Regions from separate parts of the Mus musculus genome. Here all the other regions are linked to region 1. A link is a contact called in public promoter capture Hi-C data. All regions are on one chromosome and are shown on one strand. Each heading gives the region's core, a stretch centred on a gene start, on an enhancer-like site or on the middle of the called end of the contact. The rest is flanking DNA. Distances are from core to core; before and after follow the strand shown.

Region 1 (3,003 bases), core at 333-2,832:
ACCCAGGAAGCGGGTGGGTGGAGGAAGGAATCTGTTTTATGATTAGCATACCTTGGAGCATTGAGTTTACTACTCTTTCATGAACTTGTGCAGGGAACTAGGGTTGCTCCTTTTTGTTGTTAAATTTTAAAGACAATTTCTTGCCACGTAGCCCTAGTTTCTGTGAATTATGTAGCCCTCTCTGCCTGGCTTCACTTTTTGTACTCCTCTGCCTCAGCCTCCTGATCACTTCTGAGATTATAGGATCAAACCACTGTTCAGCCACTAGTATTTGCCTTTTGGAATGAAAGATCCAGTCTCAAAAGACTCGATGAGTGATGAGCTGTAGCCAGCAGGCACAGGATGAATTCCTGCAGACCATTCCGCCCCAGGAAGTGTTCTCAGGCTAAGACTCCACCCCTCTCCTAACACTGCTATGACCTGTTCTGGATGGAATGAGAAGCACAGTCACTTTCTTCCCCCTTAGAGCCTTAGTTCCCCAGGTCTGAAGGTAGCATCAGGATCTTGGACAACTGAATCAGCCCCTATTTAAAAGTTATTATATTTTGTTGTATATATGTCTGTGTGGCATGTGGGTGCAAGACACTTGGAATTCAGAAGAGGGTGTCAGATCTGCTAGGAATACCACCACGTGGGTGCTAGAGATTGAACATAAGTCTTCTGGAAGAGCAGCCAATGCTCTAAACCTCTGAGCCATCACTCCACCCCTCCACCCCACTCTCTGTCTTTTAAAAACCATAGTATCTTCAGATCTCTGAGAGTTAGAGGACAGCATGGTCTATATAGTGAGTTCCAGGGAAGCTAGGGCTACATAGCGGAGACAACAAATCCATGATATCTTATCTAGTTCTTCAGAGTTCTGTACAATGTAGTTGAACTATACTCATCCCCCATACCTCCCCCTCTCTCAAATTCACCCTGGGTCAGTCTCCATACGCCTCTATTATCGAGCCTAAATGATTCTTTTAAAATCCAATTCCTCTCCCATCTTGTAGACAGGTAGGCATCAGGGTGGGCTACAGAGAGTCTCATCCTGTTTCCTAAGTGCACTCAGGGATGGAGCACTCTGCCAGTTTGGGAGGGTCCAAAGTGCTCCAGAGGAGTAAAAGACCTTCTGATGTGTGGGTGTGGTGTGCGAGAGAGAATGGCTCTGCTCCTTCCATTCAGCGCAATAATGCTGCTCCGTTATGATGACTACAGTGCTGTCTTTGAGTCACAAAACACCAGAAATTATGTTTTGTTTTTGAGACAGTTTCTCTGTGCTGTCTTGGAACTCGCCCTGTAGCCGAGGCTGGCCTCGAACTCAAGGATTCAAGGATCTGCCTACCTCTGCCACTCGAGTGCTGGGATTAAAGGCATGTGCCACAAGGCTCAGAGCATCTTCCGTTTTTTCTGTTTCGTGTTTATAGATACCGTTGGGTATAGTAAGCGTTGAGAGCCAGCACTGACACTTTCTCCCAAGCCAAAAGCAGGTGCAGCAGAGGCAAGGGACCCCAGGACCGGAACCCTCAAATCTGGGAACTCTGTAAAGCTACAGCTGAGTTGGGGAATGGGATCTGGAAGGAACTTCCTGTTGTCCCTAATCCCAGCCTCCACCGGGCTTCTCCATCCGTTCTGTTCTGGCTGCAGACACTGGTTTCACTCTAGGGAGGGGGTCTCCATTCCCACCTTCACCCCCGGGTCTCCTTTGTTTCCTCCTTGTGTGAAGGGGATGCTAGGGAAGGCACATGGAAATCGGCTCGTGCAGTCAGCTTGCAGAAGGGGGCAGGGTCAAAGGTGGAATGCTGGCAAGCGATAATGAAGGGGCTGGACCCAGGATTGGGAAGATGAGGACACGTACCACCCAGACCACGACCACGATGATCGTTCCCAGGTGGGAAGCTGCAGCTTTGAGAGAACGGCTGACGGTGGCAGCTAATTTGTGGGTTTCAGGCGAAGCTCTGTGTCCGGCTGGGGCACACAGCAGGCATCAACGCACTGGCGCCTCCTTGGCAGGCTCTCCGCAGAAGTTTCTGCACCTCATTGACAAGAAGCCCTGATTCAGCCCTCACTTGCCATCACCTGGCTTCACTGAGATTTAGGGCTCTTGCTTCAGTGACAAAGGGGACAATACCATTCCTTTCCGAGAAACCAGAAAATATCATTCACCGCGGGGCACCGTAGGGGCTGGCAGACTTCGTATGCACTGTGGTCAGGCATGGGGAGTGCTGGACACTTTGGAAGTGTTCCTACGGTAGTGATTACTTTCCTCTTTTCCAGGTTCTTGGCTAAAACCTGGACGGGGCTCGACTAGCAAGGGAAAGAACCATTTGCTGTTTTTCCTGGCTCTGAAGTGGAAGATGTCTGCAGACAGTCAAAGCATCGCGGCTACTGAGAACGAGGAGAAATCCCATGAGGTATCCTGGGATCCTAGCTAGGGAGGGATGCCTTGAACTGTAGGAGAGGGTGTTTTCAAAACCTGTGTCTGGACAAAAGGAAGCATGAGAGTCACTGTGGGAGAAGAGGTGTAATCATGGAAAATAGCTTCCAACTGGTCTTTTCAGTGTAACTGGTTTTGTTCTGTCCAGTAAGGGGCATAGTGCCCACAGAACACAGGAAAGTCCTCTACTGCCCACTTTCTTTCTCTTGGGTTGCACCTCCTCATAGCTTACCTCTCTGTGTCCAAGTTCTAGTTCTGCCTGTTACTAGGTGTGTGCGTGCGTGTGTGTGTGTGTGTGTGTGTGTGTGTGTGTGTGTGTAATCGCCATCTTTGTGGGTCCAGGCTTGGACTCCCGGTCTTGGAGCTAGAGGATTCTGACTCAGCCTCAGGCCTGGTGTGTTACCTTGGGCAGCCCTGCTCTGTGGGAACTACTTGTGCTGTGTGTAAAGTTGACTCACTCCCACTTGTCTTACTAGGTCACTGGTAGGCTCGAAGGAGATAATGAGTGTGTGAGTCGTCTGTAAGCAGTTTGTGAGCCTGTAACTGATGACTCCTGTGGTCCATGAAGCGAGAACACCCAGAAC
Region 2 (3,003 bases), core at 261-2,760, 1.9 Mb after region 1:
TTTGTCCTGCTCGACGATAAGCAGGTGTAGCTGAAAAGTGCAAGCCCTGCATATGAGAGATTCTTCAGTAAGTACCAGGATTTCTAACACAGTACTATGCTCAGCAGAAATACAGAAAAGGGAACAGAGGGTTCTACAAATGATCCCCCAACTGTTACATAGGGTCAGCATGCTGAAAATATTCAGGGAGCATTTTGAGTTTCCATAACTTGAATCCTACTTCTAATCATAGCTCAATCAAAACTCAAGGGAAAAAAATGAATCTGTATTACTGGAGTGATATTATAAACTACTGAGTATCTAGTTTCATCATGGAACAAAAACGAAAGAAGCCTTACACATCCCAAAATAACAAACATGAAGAACAGATGAAATTTCATGAAAACTTTGTCTTTTTCTCTGAGGCTTTCACTTTCTTCTGTGAGATGTGAGGCTCATCTCATTCACACACAGCTCACACACATGCAGAGTAATTTCCCCAGGAACCCCGAGGAGCAAGGAAAAGTGCAAGAGACTATTGTTACTCACAGAAACAGGACTGCTGCAATTCTGCAATATTCAATCTCAGTACAAAACCCTATGAGTGAGGTCCAGGCATTTCCTCTTCTTCCTGAGAGAAGTTCACCGCATGTCAACAACCCTGAAATTACAAAGCAACAGTTTGCCCTTTGTCCATTGTCAGAGTGTTTCTTGCATCAGAAAAGATACTTTCTAACTTTGTCCCATTACATACTGTTTTCTAATGTAAACAGTGTGGCCTGTTATCCTCACTCTCAACATGCATACTGTACTTCTCTGGACTCCTGAGGTGTGCCTTAAAACCTCAGCATAAGAACACATATTTGTTATATTCACATCAGCGTGTATGCATCTCAAATGCAAAATGAGTGATGAGTAAAACCTTTATTTAAGAATTGTTAAAATTTACAAACATAACTGTGTAGCTTAGCAAAAAAAAAAAAAAAAAAAAATCCACAAACTGATCAAAATCTGCAGTTACTCCTTATGGGGCTGGTAGTTAACAAGCTCTCTGGGACCTTAAAGTCTCCATGTCAAATTCCTCTCTCTTGAATACGAAACGGGTAGACCAAGGGCGTTAGAAAATGCCAACAGTTTTAGTTTTTGCATAACAGCAAAAAGAATAGTGTTTTCAATGGTCAAAACATAAACTCAATTAGTCTAAGGGATACAGTCTTGAGAATATTCTGGAAACCACGGATAAATGGTAAAATCAGCATGTGTCCCATTTCATATGTTCTCAAACTTATCTTCAAGGGTATTACCCTTCACCAGAATTGTGAAAACGGTATCCTTATGAGCAGCAGAAAACTGAACATGCCCCTGGTCCAGTTCCTACCTGTTTACTACAGCTCTTCTGACCTGGGAGATGCTAGGATCGCCGGGCTGCGGTTCCCGCCACTGTGGTGCGGACCGGCGAGTCTCCCAGACCGTTCTACGAGGCTCCAGTGGCTGCAGGAAGTTTTCACATCTACTTGAAACTCTGGCCAGTGTCGGCCGTCCAGCCCTTAAACAAAGATTTCCTCTCAGAGAATGGAGGGTTTTCCGGCCCCTCCCTCCTGCGGCCACTGGAGCCGCCTTTGGGTCCGCCTATTATAGATAGGTTCCGGTTACGTAGGTTCTCTGACCCAGCCCACTGGTTCAAATCCCTTGTCCAATTGAGTTTTCCAGGCCTTCCATGCGGGCTTTAGTTTTCTCTTCGCTCTATTTTTCTAGACCAGTTTTCCCGCCCCGTGGAGACCGGTCCCTCCCACTCCGTCTCAGGCTGCCTTCCACACAGCTCCAGACGCCAGGCTGCTCTGCACATTCTCTGCGCAGCCTCACCATGAGCACTGCCATCCTTGACCAGAACTGGATCTAGTAGGACACTGCACCCCAGAACCTGCCCCACACTCTTGATTCGGAACCTTTCAGATGCAAGATAGTCTCGACTTGACTAGCAGCCTGTGGGCTACATACATCAAACAATAGCAGGTTAAATTCAGAGGCCAGAGTCCGATCCCCAACGGACACACACAAAATGGCAAGCCAAAACCTGAAACTCAAAACTCAGATCCAATTGGCACTGTCTCCCAAGTGCTGGGATTAAAGTTCTATACCACCATGTCCAGATATTTATGTTTATATTATTTATACTGGTGTGATTTGTAAGTATAGACCGGATAAATGCTCTGGCACATTATTTAGAAGGGTATTTTTTTCTTTAGTATGAATTTTCTGAAGTGTTGTTAGAGTTGAGCACCGAGTAAGATTTGTGACATTCTTTACAGATGTAAGGTCTCTTTAATCTGAACTCTCTGATGTCTTCTAAGACTTGTATGCTAGATAAAGGGTATATCACAATCATTGCTTTATTACGTTTTTTTCTCCAGTATGAATTTTCTGATGTGCTCGAAGAGTTGAACCCTTTGCAAAATATCTGTCACACACCTTACATCTGTGAGGTCTCTCTCCAGTATGAACTCTCTGATGTCGTCTAAGATGTGAGTCCTGGATAAAGGATTTGTCACATACCTCACATTTGTAAGGCTTCTCACCAGTAGGGATTCTGGAAAGTGTTTTAAGATGTGATAACTCAAGAAAGTACTTACCACATTCTTTGTGTTTGCATAATTTCTCTAGAGAATGAGTTTCCTGATGCCTTCTATATGAGGCATAGTGAATAAAGGATTTGTCACACTCTTTACAGTTATAAGGCTTCTCTCCTGTATGCAATTTCTGATGGCTTTTAAGTGCTGACAACTGAGGAAATGACTTTCCACATGCATTGCATTTGTAAAGCTTCTCCCCAGTATGACTTCTTTGATGTGTTTTAAGGCTTGAGCACTGGTTAAAGGATTTGTCACATACATCACATTTATAAGGCTTTTCACCAGTATGGATTCTGTAATGCCTTTTAAGATGAGATAATTCAATACAGGATTTACTACATTCTTTGCATTTGTATAATTTCTCTAGAGAATGAGTTTTCTAGTTCTACCAGAA
Region 3 (3,003 bases), core at 175-2,674, 1.9 Mb after region 1:
CTTCTATTGTAATCATTCTAGAATAAGCACTCTGAGACACCACTGCCAGTGAAAGAATAGATGTCACAGATGGACCAAAGGTGGGAGAGCTCTGAAAGGCCTGGTCTCCAGGCCAGTTCCTATATGCATTTTATAGTCTATAAGCACAAGGTGGGGCCAGAAGGAAAGTAAGCAGGACTTCCCTGAAGCATCAAGGCAGTTAGCTTGGAGGTTTTTCAAATGCAGGTTACAGCTGACAGATGTAAGCTTTGCGGGTAAGGTAGGTAAGGGCAAGACTTTTGTTTCCGCCACCTCTCCAGGTCATTCTGTTCCAAGTAGCAAGATGAAGTTGCAGAACACTACAGCAGTGCTTTAAGTAAATCATTCAATAAATCAGTAATTCAGTATCAAATAAATGGTCTTTTCTACCTTATCCCACTTTAATTCTAACATGAAGTCTCTATGCAAAAAGCCCCGTGAAGAGAGTGTAGGCATTCCCTCTTTTCCTGGGACAAGTCCACAGCCACATCACTGGAGATCAACAAATCCTGAAATAAAAAGCAACACTTTGGCCACCTGCCCTTGAGTAAAGTGCAGGTTATGAACCAAGGGCACATTGAATTGGAGACTGTTTTCTGAAGTAAGTAAGCAGCCACAGTTATGCAAAGGTCCTTTCTACTGTGGTGCTTTGTCACTGAACATACTGTAGGGTCTGATATCTTCACACTCAGCATGCATAAGGTGACTTTCTGGACTCTAAGATGTAACATTAAGACCCTCACCTGGAATACAAGATTTTGAGTACTGTATTTACATCATAGAATGTGTGCATCTCAGATGTCAAGTTAGTGATAAAATTCTACAGAGTAAATATTAATGATTACAACTATAACTGTGGAGTTTGTGAAAATATATTTGTGATTCTTCTGTCGATCCTTATGTGACTAATATCTAACAAGTTTTTTAGGTTGACAATCCACCAGCTCTAAATGCTACTCTCTTGAAAAGCTTGGATAATTTAAAGTGTTTTGTTCTTTCCGAACTAACAAAGAGAATTGTGAGATTTTTAAGAGAATATGTTGAAAACCTTACAAGAAAAAAAAAAGTCAGGAATTGTCCAGTTCTTAGGAGCTCATGAGAGCAGAGTCCTAATGAGTAGCCCAGAAACCGATCACACCCTACTCCGCTCCAGCCCCGCAGCGCCTCTGACCTGGGAGGTTCCAGGGCCGCCGGGCTGCGGTTTCCGCCGCCGCGCTGCTGACTCTACCAGGATGCCCCGCGCGGCACCTGCGGCTCTCGGGAGTTTTCACGTCTCCGCAAGACCCTGGGCAGTGTCCTTGGCCCAGATTCTGCACTAGGTGTCCCCGGAAATTTCTGAGGGAAAGGCGAGTTTTGCTGAGGCCCTCTCCCGCTTTTGGGAATATGTTGCCTACTCTGGTCCCACCCACTATTAAGTGTCCTCTCACCGTACCCAATCCCGCCCACCTACTTCCTGTTCCGTTTACTTTCCCAAGGGTCCCAGCTATGTTGTTCTGAAAACTGCAAGTATCCAACGCCCACTGGGCGGCAGACACCTTAAGAAATGTCAATTGCCATGGGAAAGGGTGAAAAGGGGGCAGTGTTCTCTAAGGACGGCAAATTAGAGGCAGACTACAAAACAGTTCTAGAGACTGTTCAATGGCGTGAAAGCCCAAAGAAAGGGTTCAAATATCTGAACGAAACTTAAAAATGACAGAACAAAATGACTGGAGATCAAGAAATCACAAGCAAAGGGTGGAGAGAAAAATGAGGACTAAATAGATGAATCCAATAAGGCCAGGTGTTAAGGAAAACTTAATATGAAGTAACGGGGAAAAAGGAAATTCACTGGGCAGTAGTGTTGCAAGCCTGTAAAATCTCAGCACTCAGAAGGCAGAGCCAGGCCTGAGTTCAAGGCCAGCCTGGCCTACAGAGTGAGTTCCAGCACAGCCAGGGCTACATAACGAGATCCAGTCTTGAAAAAAAAAAAAAAAAGTAGAAGCTCTCAGTAAACATAGGCTATATTTCTTGGTAATCTGTTCCTGGCATTTTTGACTTCCTTAATTTTCCTGGTAAACGTTGTGCATGTCCCTTTGCGTGTGTCTATGTGTGTATGTGTTGTTGTTGTTTCTTCAGAGCAATATGTCTTCAGTGTTTATGTCACAGGTCGCGTGGAGTATCAACATCCTGAATCTTTGATGCTTTGATCTTGGGATTCTTTGTTTAAAGGCTTTCTGACAGCACATTGGCAGGCATCAATTTCTTTACAGACATTGAAAGGAATTCGACCCTCCCACCCTTTACTTGACATCAGGCACATACTGCTTTGGGTAAAGACACTGTTCTTCATGGGAAAACCTTGTCATTCCCATTACTGACTGGGACAACAAAACCCTTTTGCTCTTTAAGCAGAACATAAACAAATACTTCCGTGGCCAAGTGCCTCTCGTAGAAACTACAAAGTTAAGTTCTTCAGCCACTTAAGTGGCTAAATTTTATGAACACAGCATCAACACACATAAAATAGGACTCTAATTACAATGCTGCCTACTTGTGTTGGACTGATCAAATCTAAAATAGAACAAACATACAATTTGTGTTAAAAAAAATCAAGTAAAATATTTGGGGGTTATATCCCCCAGGGAAAAAGATTCCCAAGGAAGCCATCCCACTGAGTTACCAATTTCACAAAATAAGCCAAGTAATTATCCTTTGCTTCTCACATGCTGAAATAATAAAATATGAGTGCTTCAAATTAGAGGCAAGATATTTTTCCATTTAGCTTCAATGTTATACTAAAAATACTGTTTTACTTATTAAAAACAAATATGTACAGTTTTTAAACTTTAAAAACTATAGCCCATGTATTTTAGTCAAAATATAGATCAACAAACTGAAGAGATATCATTAAAGAAAAACAACAAAAACCAGTAACCCTAGATTACATTACACATCATTCGTTTTGTTTTGTTTGTTTTGTTTTGTTGGTTTTTTGAGGCAGGGTTT

What was found. Promoter capture Hi-C pulls out the DNA fragments that hold promoters and counts their contacts.
Region 2: a contact with region 1 is called in a promoter capture Hi-C map of cranial neural crest. The contact joins the promoter of Zfp760 here to the promoter of Zfp13 in region 1. A contact is called at or near these places in 4 of 39 promoter capture datasets (the 3T3-L1 cell line, cranial neural crest, hippocampal neurons and 1 more) and 2 of 115 datasets of contacts at active chromatin or transcription factors (astrocytes and pancreatic cancer cells).
Region 3: a contact with region 1 is called in a promoter capture Hi-C map of stem cell-derived epiblast-like cells, with 4 times the contacts expected there. The contact joins the promoter of Zfp229 here to the promoter of Zfp13 in region 1. A contact is called at or near these places in 3 of 39 promoter capture datasets (cranial neural crest, embryonic stem cells and stem cell-derived epiblast-like cells) and 1 of 484 Hi-C or Micro-C datasets (embryonic stem cells).

The regions. Positions count from the first base shown.
Region 1 is chr17:23,584,831-23,587,833 of GRCm38.p6, reverse strand. It overlaps Zfp13 (zinc finger protein 13), which reads left to right and starts at 1,582. Exons shown (of 6, transcript NM_001356268.1): 1 at 1,582-1,873; 2 at 2,260-2,396. The coding sequence starts at 2,340.
Region 2 is chr17:21,706,248-21,709,250 of GRCm38.p6, reverse strand. It overlaps Zfp760 (zinc finger protein 760), which reads right to left and starts at 1,510. Exons shown (of 6, transcript NM_001008501.2): 1 at 1,358-1,510; 2 at 529-640; 3 at 1-46.
Region 3 is chr17:21,732,145-21,735,147 of GRCm38.p6, reverse strand. It overlaps Zfp229 (zinc finger protein 229), which reads right to left and starts at 1,424. Exons shown (of 6, transcript NM_001164676.1): 1 at 1,190-1,424.